Linked DNA regions of Mus musculus: region 1 is linked to region 2. Evidence: chromatin contacts called from public Hi-C data. All regions are on one chromosome and are shown on one strand. The core of a region is the stretch at or near the end of the contact, and the rest is flanking DNA. Distances in the headings are between cores, read along the strand shown.

What was found. Hi-C and Micro-C count contacts between places; a contact is called where the count stands out from the background.
Region 1: a contact with region 2 is called in a Hi-C map of cortical neurons, with 2.5 times the contacts expected there. The contact joins two enhancer-like sites. A contact is called at or near these places in 3 of 484 Hi-C or Micro-C datasets (cerebral cortex, cortical neurons and embryonic stem cells).

Annotation. Positions count from the first base shown.
Region 1 is chr11:41,331,852-41,335,320 of GRCm38.p6, reverse strand. No RefSeq gene overlaps it. Among named protein-coding and RNA genes, the nearest start is that of A230004M16Rik, 380 kb to the left of the region's middle. Within about 2 kb of position 1,415, at least 4 of the 459 cell types and tissues checked have an H3K27ac peak or open chromatin away from gene starts, as enhancers often do. A contact at or near this core is called in cortical neurons, where this site is marked.
Region 2 is chr11:40,864,280-40,867,382 of GRCm38.p6, reverse strand. No RefSeq gene overlaps it. Among named protein-coding and RNA genes, the nearest start is that of Ccng1, 110 kb to the right of the region's middle. Within about 2 kb of position 1,797, at least 10 of the 459 cell types and tissues checked have an H3K27ac peak or open chromatin away from gene starts, as enhancers often do. A contact at or near this core is called in cortical neurons, where this site is marked.

The DNA.
Region 1 (3,469 bases), core at 166-2,665, 470 kb before region 2:
TTACAGTTTGTTCAGCTGTTGAAGCTTGGGAAGTGTAACATGATTATCAAGAAGATGGGTAGCATTCAATTTTAAAAACTGAATATGTCTCTCTGTGTGTATGTTTATTTGGACAAATGTGAGTGCAGGATAGTCAGAAGCTCAAAAAAGACATCTGATGCTTTGGAACTATTGTTACAGGAGACAGTGTACCTTCCAGAACAGGTGCTGGGAACCAAGGTTAGGTTTTCTACAATAGCAGCAAGGGTTTTCAGCCTCTGAACTATCTCTGTAGCCAACACACATTCAATTTTGATAGCTTATTCAGGGAGACATGACAGAAAAACACGTGAACTTGTTCTGAACTAATAGATAACCCCATGGATTCTACAATCAGAATTATAGAAAATCATATCAAACTACATCCATGCTTCTTATTTGTGATAAGCTATTTCTAGAAAATCAGAAGAATGCCTTTAGGAGCTCAAAGGCTTAACAAATGGCATGGTTTGGGTTTAACATGCATAATCTTATTTCAAAGTTCAAAAGTGTAGTCTCAACAGTTTCTATAATTTTGCAAAGTAGACTAGCAGTGTGTACTACAAGCTATAGGCACTCATTGAAGGAAATTTTCAGAGTTTGTTGTCATATGTAGTTCATGCCTGTATTTCCAGCATTCAGAAATCTGAGGTAGGAAGTGAGGCATAAATGAAGTACATACATAGTTCCCTGCCAGGCCAATATACAAAGAAAGACTTTACTTTGGTAATTAAATAAATAAATTCTGAAAATATACCTTCAAAGTGATTGGGTATTCTTGTAGAAATCCTTATAGAAAATATTTTTTCTCATTTCTTGGTAAAAATAAAAAATAAATGGCTATTTAAACTAACAGCCTCATTAAAGGTTCTACTTATATCTCTTTCTAAATCCTCACATACCCTTGCCTTGCTGAGGTTCAAACCCAAGGCCCTGTTCACACTAGGCAAATGCTTTATACTAAGAAATGCCAGTTGCCTGGGTCTTGATAAGCCGAGGTCATTTTAAGGAAATGATAACATCTACAACTGTACATGGAAAAGGGTGCATAACATATTAAAAGAAATCCTCTTAGTGCTTTCAGAGATCTTGATTTCCTTGTCAACTTGCTAGCATTATTAATAGATTTTTTTCCGTGTCTGTCAGTACCTAAAATGCATTAGGGGATGTTCCACTCTGACACTCAGTCAGCATTGTCGAGTGTCTTAAATATGTAGGGAAATATCCCTCAGTAAGGCAAGCTATCTGAATGACCTCTTTTTTTGGACTCTAGTCCTCTTCCTATTAATGAAGAGACAAAGATACTAACTGGGAAAGATGAAGAAGAGAAAAGCAGGCTGAAATGAATCTCAGTTTCATAACATGTCTCAAGAAGAGTCTACTAAAGGAAGATAGGAAAGCCATATTAAAATAGAGAGAGAATGACATCTACTGGCTAAGATAAGTCAGAATTGGCAGCTAGCAATGTATATTCCTTATAAAGTTAAAAATGCTTCTCTTTTCCTTCTATATATATCATGTAAATTAACGATATTGCAAGTTATCAACCCACAGTGGGAGAGAACCCGTCCTATTGCCTGTGAAGAACTAATGATGAAGCAGTTTATCATTAATTGGCTAACGTTGTATTTAAGAGTGTTTTTATGAATGTCCTTCAATGACTTTGATGTTATTTTTACACATATTTAATTATCTGCTAACTGTCTTATAAAATAATCATCATTGTTTTTTATGTGTGAATTTTTGTTTGAGCTTATTCATTTTAGTAACCATAAGAGCTTCTTTCACTAAAATTGTACTCCTAAGAATAATCATTGGAAAATTCTTTGTGACCTTGAATTTGGCAATTAGAATTTAGATGCTTTATTTACAGCACAGTCCCAGAAATTAGATGACTGATTGGAGTTTACTAATGTTAAGAGCTATTCTGCAAGGCATACTATTGTTTTGAGAGAACTAAAATTCAAAACATAGGATGAAATAAAACTCCCCGAATCATATGGTTGTTGAAGGATATGCTACTTTAATATAACCAAGAACTCAGGAAAACTCAGAGATAGAAAACCACAAAGAAATATTTTTAAATACCCCCACATAGTCTGATAAACATTACACCAAACACCCTAGGTCTGCTCTTTCTTGCTTCTCTCTCCATCATTCTTTTTTTTCTTTTCTTCCCTTCTCTCCATCTGTGTCTTCTCTATATCTCATCTCTTTTCTCTGTGTCAGTCATTCGCTCAGTCCCCTTCCTTTCCTCTCTTTCTTCTCTCGTGATCTTTCCACTTTTCTACTCTCTCCCTCTTCACCTGGATGAAAATAAAATGCTGCAAGAAGCATGGCTCCAAGTGTCACAAGGTTTGCTGCCATGAAGAACTATGCATCTAGTGCCTCCAAAGGATCAGAACAAACATGGAATAAAACCTGCTAAACTGTGAGTCAAAAATGAATCTCTCCTCCTTAGGCATTTTATCCCAACAAGAGGAAGCTGACTAACAAAGCAAACAGGGAATCTTCCTTAAATAAGATAGTCACTTGAAAATACTGTGGGTCTAAAACTGAGTGAAAAAAATTTAATGTTTCTTTGAATTCTATAATATATACATAAAAATTTGAGGGGATAATTTGATAAAAAGAAAAGCAATCAGATCCAGTGGAACTTTTTAATGAAGAGAGAGGGGATACTGAGACTGGAACCCAGTGAAGTAGGGCCAGGATGGATTTACATTCATAGTGAAGAGAGGAAAACAAACAAACAAACAAACAAACCTCATGGGCATGTTTCCCATGGTGAGTATTCAGCCTAGCCCTTTAAAACAGGAAATGTTTGGGTTATATTTTCAAAGTGCAAACCCAGCTAGTTACTGTAAAGCGTGGGAAATAAACTTGGGCTACCATGGAAGTCAAGGCTGTCGTAGTCAGTCATGTAGCCCCAACACATGTTTAACAAGGACGAGGTCCTTCAGATCACCTCTCAGCTCCATTATCTCTCCAAAAATGAGAGTCTGCCTGTAACTTGTTTGAAGACCTATAAGTTCCCCATTAATCAACCTTCTGTAAAGACCATAAACAAACATAGACTGAAGATTTCCTACAGGTGCTGGTGCTAGCCAACATGCATGGGGACAGATACCTGACTGATATATCCCAGCCTAATAGAGGGCATAGATGCTCTCTTGTTTTTCTTAAGACTGCTTCTACCCTATAGGTGGAACAACATTATGAACTAACCAGTACCCCGGAGCTCTTGACTCTAGCTGCATATATATCAAAAGATGGCCTAGTCGGCCATCACTGGAAAGAGAGGCTCATTGGACTTGCAAACTTTATATGCCCCAGTACAGGGGAACACCAGGGCCAAAAAGGGGGAGTGGGTGGGCAGGGGAGTGGGGGTGGGTGGATATGGGGGACTTTTGGTATAGCATTGGAAATGTAAATGAGTTAAATACCTAAT
Region 2 (3,103 bases), core at 548-3,047:
TACAGGATGAAGGGGATTTCTCATTGCGATTTCCTTCTCCCAGATGTGAGACTCTAGCTTACATCAAGTTGACAAAAAAAAAAAAAAAAAAAAACTAACCAACACACTAAGTCATATAAACTGGATTATAGATGTAATAAAAAAAAAAACTCAGGAGAAAAACAGATTAGTAAGGGCTAGAAGAGGGAAGCAAGAGGGGAAAACTTGAAAGATAAGTAATCATTTGATAGCCAGGAAGAAGGTCCTGGGAGATTTAGACAACGCAATAGGCCAAGGTAAGCAGTAGAGTGAGTTACCATTGTGATTGCCATCCAGCATGCACATCCAAGATAGATGCAAAAGACATCCTGAGAACTACAATGAAAACTTAATAATTCCAGTGCTACTGGCCTGAGGCAGAATGGAAGTAGAACAAGAAATCAAGTCTTTTCTGCCTGCTAAGTCAGTAAACTTCAAAAGCAGGGGCAAAAGGAATTCTGCCAACTCCAGGACATCCTAGTCTATGTAGCAAGATCCAGGTCAGCCAAGGTTCCTTACTAAGACCCCATCTCAAAAATGAAAAAGAAAGAAAAGCAAGAAAATGAATTCTAGAGTAGTATGAAATGACCTCAGTTGCTAAGTCCAGCCAGGTGACAGTATTCCATTTCACAAAAGCAACGGGAAGGCCCACCCGAGCTGCCAATGAACTAATGAGTGGCTTTCTCACCAGGAACAAGGCTGAAATGGCTGCCATCTAACCACTAATAGATCACAGAGCGGAAGGGATGTGAAATACACAGTGCAAACCCTCGCGTACACCTCGAGGTGTCGGGAATGTCATGTGTGGTAGTAGGCTAGCCATAGTTGCTGAGAATGACCTCTAGTCTGTAGAAGCAGAGCTGCCCAGACCTGGAAAGACCTGAGGATTATCTTCTCCAGTTCTAGCTGAAGTCTGGGGAGACGGGATGACCTGCCCCAGCTCTAGGAGGGATGCTGAGCCGGATGGTGTTTCACCAGATTGCTAACCTGAAGAAACAAGCCACCAGTGCCCTTGAACACGCAAAACCCGTGCTGACTCAAGAATCCTATTTGGAGGATTGCTGAGTGTGAGCTGCCTCTTGTCAGGAGGCCCAGATGACAACGCCAAAATCTGAAAATAGTAGTTTTCAACTCTGCACAAACCACTGACAGAGCAGAAGTTGGACAAAGACCACTATGGAGTTAAACTTCTGTTGCCCAGCTTCCTCCAAACTATCTTTTTATCTTAACTTTCAAGGCCAAAAAAAAAAAAAAAAGAAAAAAAAAAGAAATTCTGCTTTAATCTCCAGAAGTAGTAATAAAACTCATTTTAAAGCTATTATATCTTTCCAGAAGATTCTAGAATTCCCCATCCCTAGAAATGCATGCAAAAATCATTTCACAAAACACTTGGTGTTGTTCCTAATAAAAACAGTACCACACTTGAGTTGGTGGGGCTCCAATTAAGCAAGCTATGTTCTTCTACTGCCCCCATCTGGCAGATGTTGGTAAAAGACAGACTGCATGGTCTGTGTTTTAAGAATCTGCTCTAGTAAAATCTCTCCGGTCCTCATAATTCCTTCTCTCAAACCTTGTAGATGCACAGTTGTAGGGGTAGCTTCTTTGCCAGAAACTTCTACTTATGATGAGTAACCCACGAACAGTTCCAGGATTCTGGAAAGATGATAAACAAGAAAACTGCATTTTCAAATGTATTTTCATCTAGCAAGAACTTGAAGGAAGAAACAGAGCTTTCTCCTTGTCTTGTAAGAATAGATAGTATGGGGCTGGGCAGATGGCACTCCTGATACTCCAGCACTAGAGAGACAGGGACAGAGGCTTCACTGCAAGTAAGCTCAGCCTAGTCTATATAGCAAGTTCCAGATTAGTCAGAATTACTTCGCAAGCCAGACCCTATCTCAAAACACAAAGAGCAAGCAAAGGGAGCGTCAAACAGAGCAATTCTCATCTGATGAATCCAGCCAAATCACAGAGTCCAGGAAGTGGGATACAAGCTGCACCAATGTGCACCTGAGCTGCCATCCTGGTAAGGCATCAGAAAGGAAAGATCAGGGTCTACAGCAATTGTGTGCAGAGTACAACTGGCCTCCGATATCTTGTGCTTCTTGGAAACGGCTTGAGGGCTGACTTGGAGCAGTGTAATATGTCTCTATCCAGGTATCTGTCAGTTCTGATAAGATGCTCTATGCCACAGTAACAATCCATAAAATCTCAGTGTCATAATCCAGGAGAAGTTTATCACACAAATCCACACGGCCAAAGCTCCAAGTGTTTATCACGCTATAATGCACTTGTCTTTTTTCATGACAGACTATAAGCTATTTGGAAGTAGAAACTGGGTTTAGCTCTGTACTGTATCTCTGACATTTAACTCCTGAAGCACATGTGCTCTGAGAATATCAGTCGAACAAGAGTGTGAAACGAGAGTTGAGGAACTGACAAAAGGCAGATCCATAAGGACATCTTTACCAGGAGCTTTGCCACTCCCTTCTGCATCTTCAGATCTTAAGTGGGGATGGCGAATCCAGTGACAATTCTATACTCCAAAAGCATTCATTGGCTTCCCTCAGCCTGTGATATAGGATCATATACCCGGGTAGGCAAATGTGAATTAACGAGGAAGGCTGCCAAGTAGGTATCCATAGCAGCCAGAAGAATACTTGTCCTAGAGGCGAGACTGATAGATCTGAACACACTCCACATCAGCCCATACAGACAAGACTGCTTGGGAGCTACTGGAGAAAATTACACTGTGGCAAAGGAACAGATGTCAAAAGGGAATAGAGTCAAGACCTTGTAAATATGTCAGTGATTTCTTTTAATGGGGGTAAAATATTCCATCTGGAATTGTAAAAGGAAATGAAAGTGAACAGACAACAGAGTCAGAGACAGCTCCAGCTCCTGTTGTTAGGAATCCCACATGAAGACCCCACTGTACAGCTGTTACACATGGTAGAGGGCCTAAGTCAGTCCCATGCATGTTCTCTGGTGGACAGTTCAGTTTCTGGGCCCCTATGGGCTCAGGTTAGTTGATTCTGTAGGTTTTCTTGTGGTGTCCTTGATCCCTCTGGCTCCTTCAATCGTT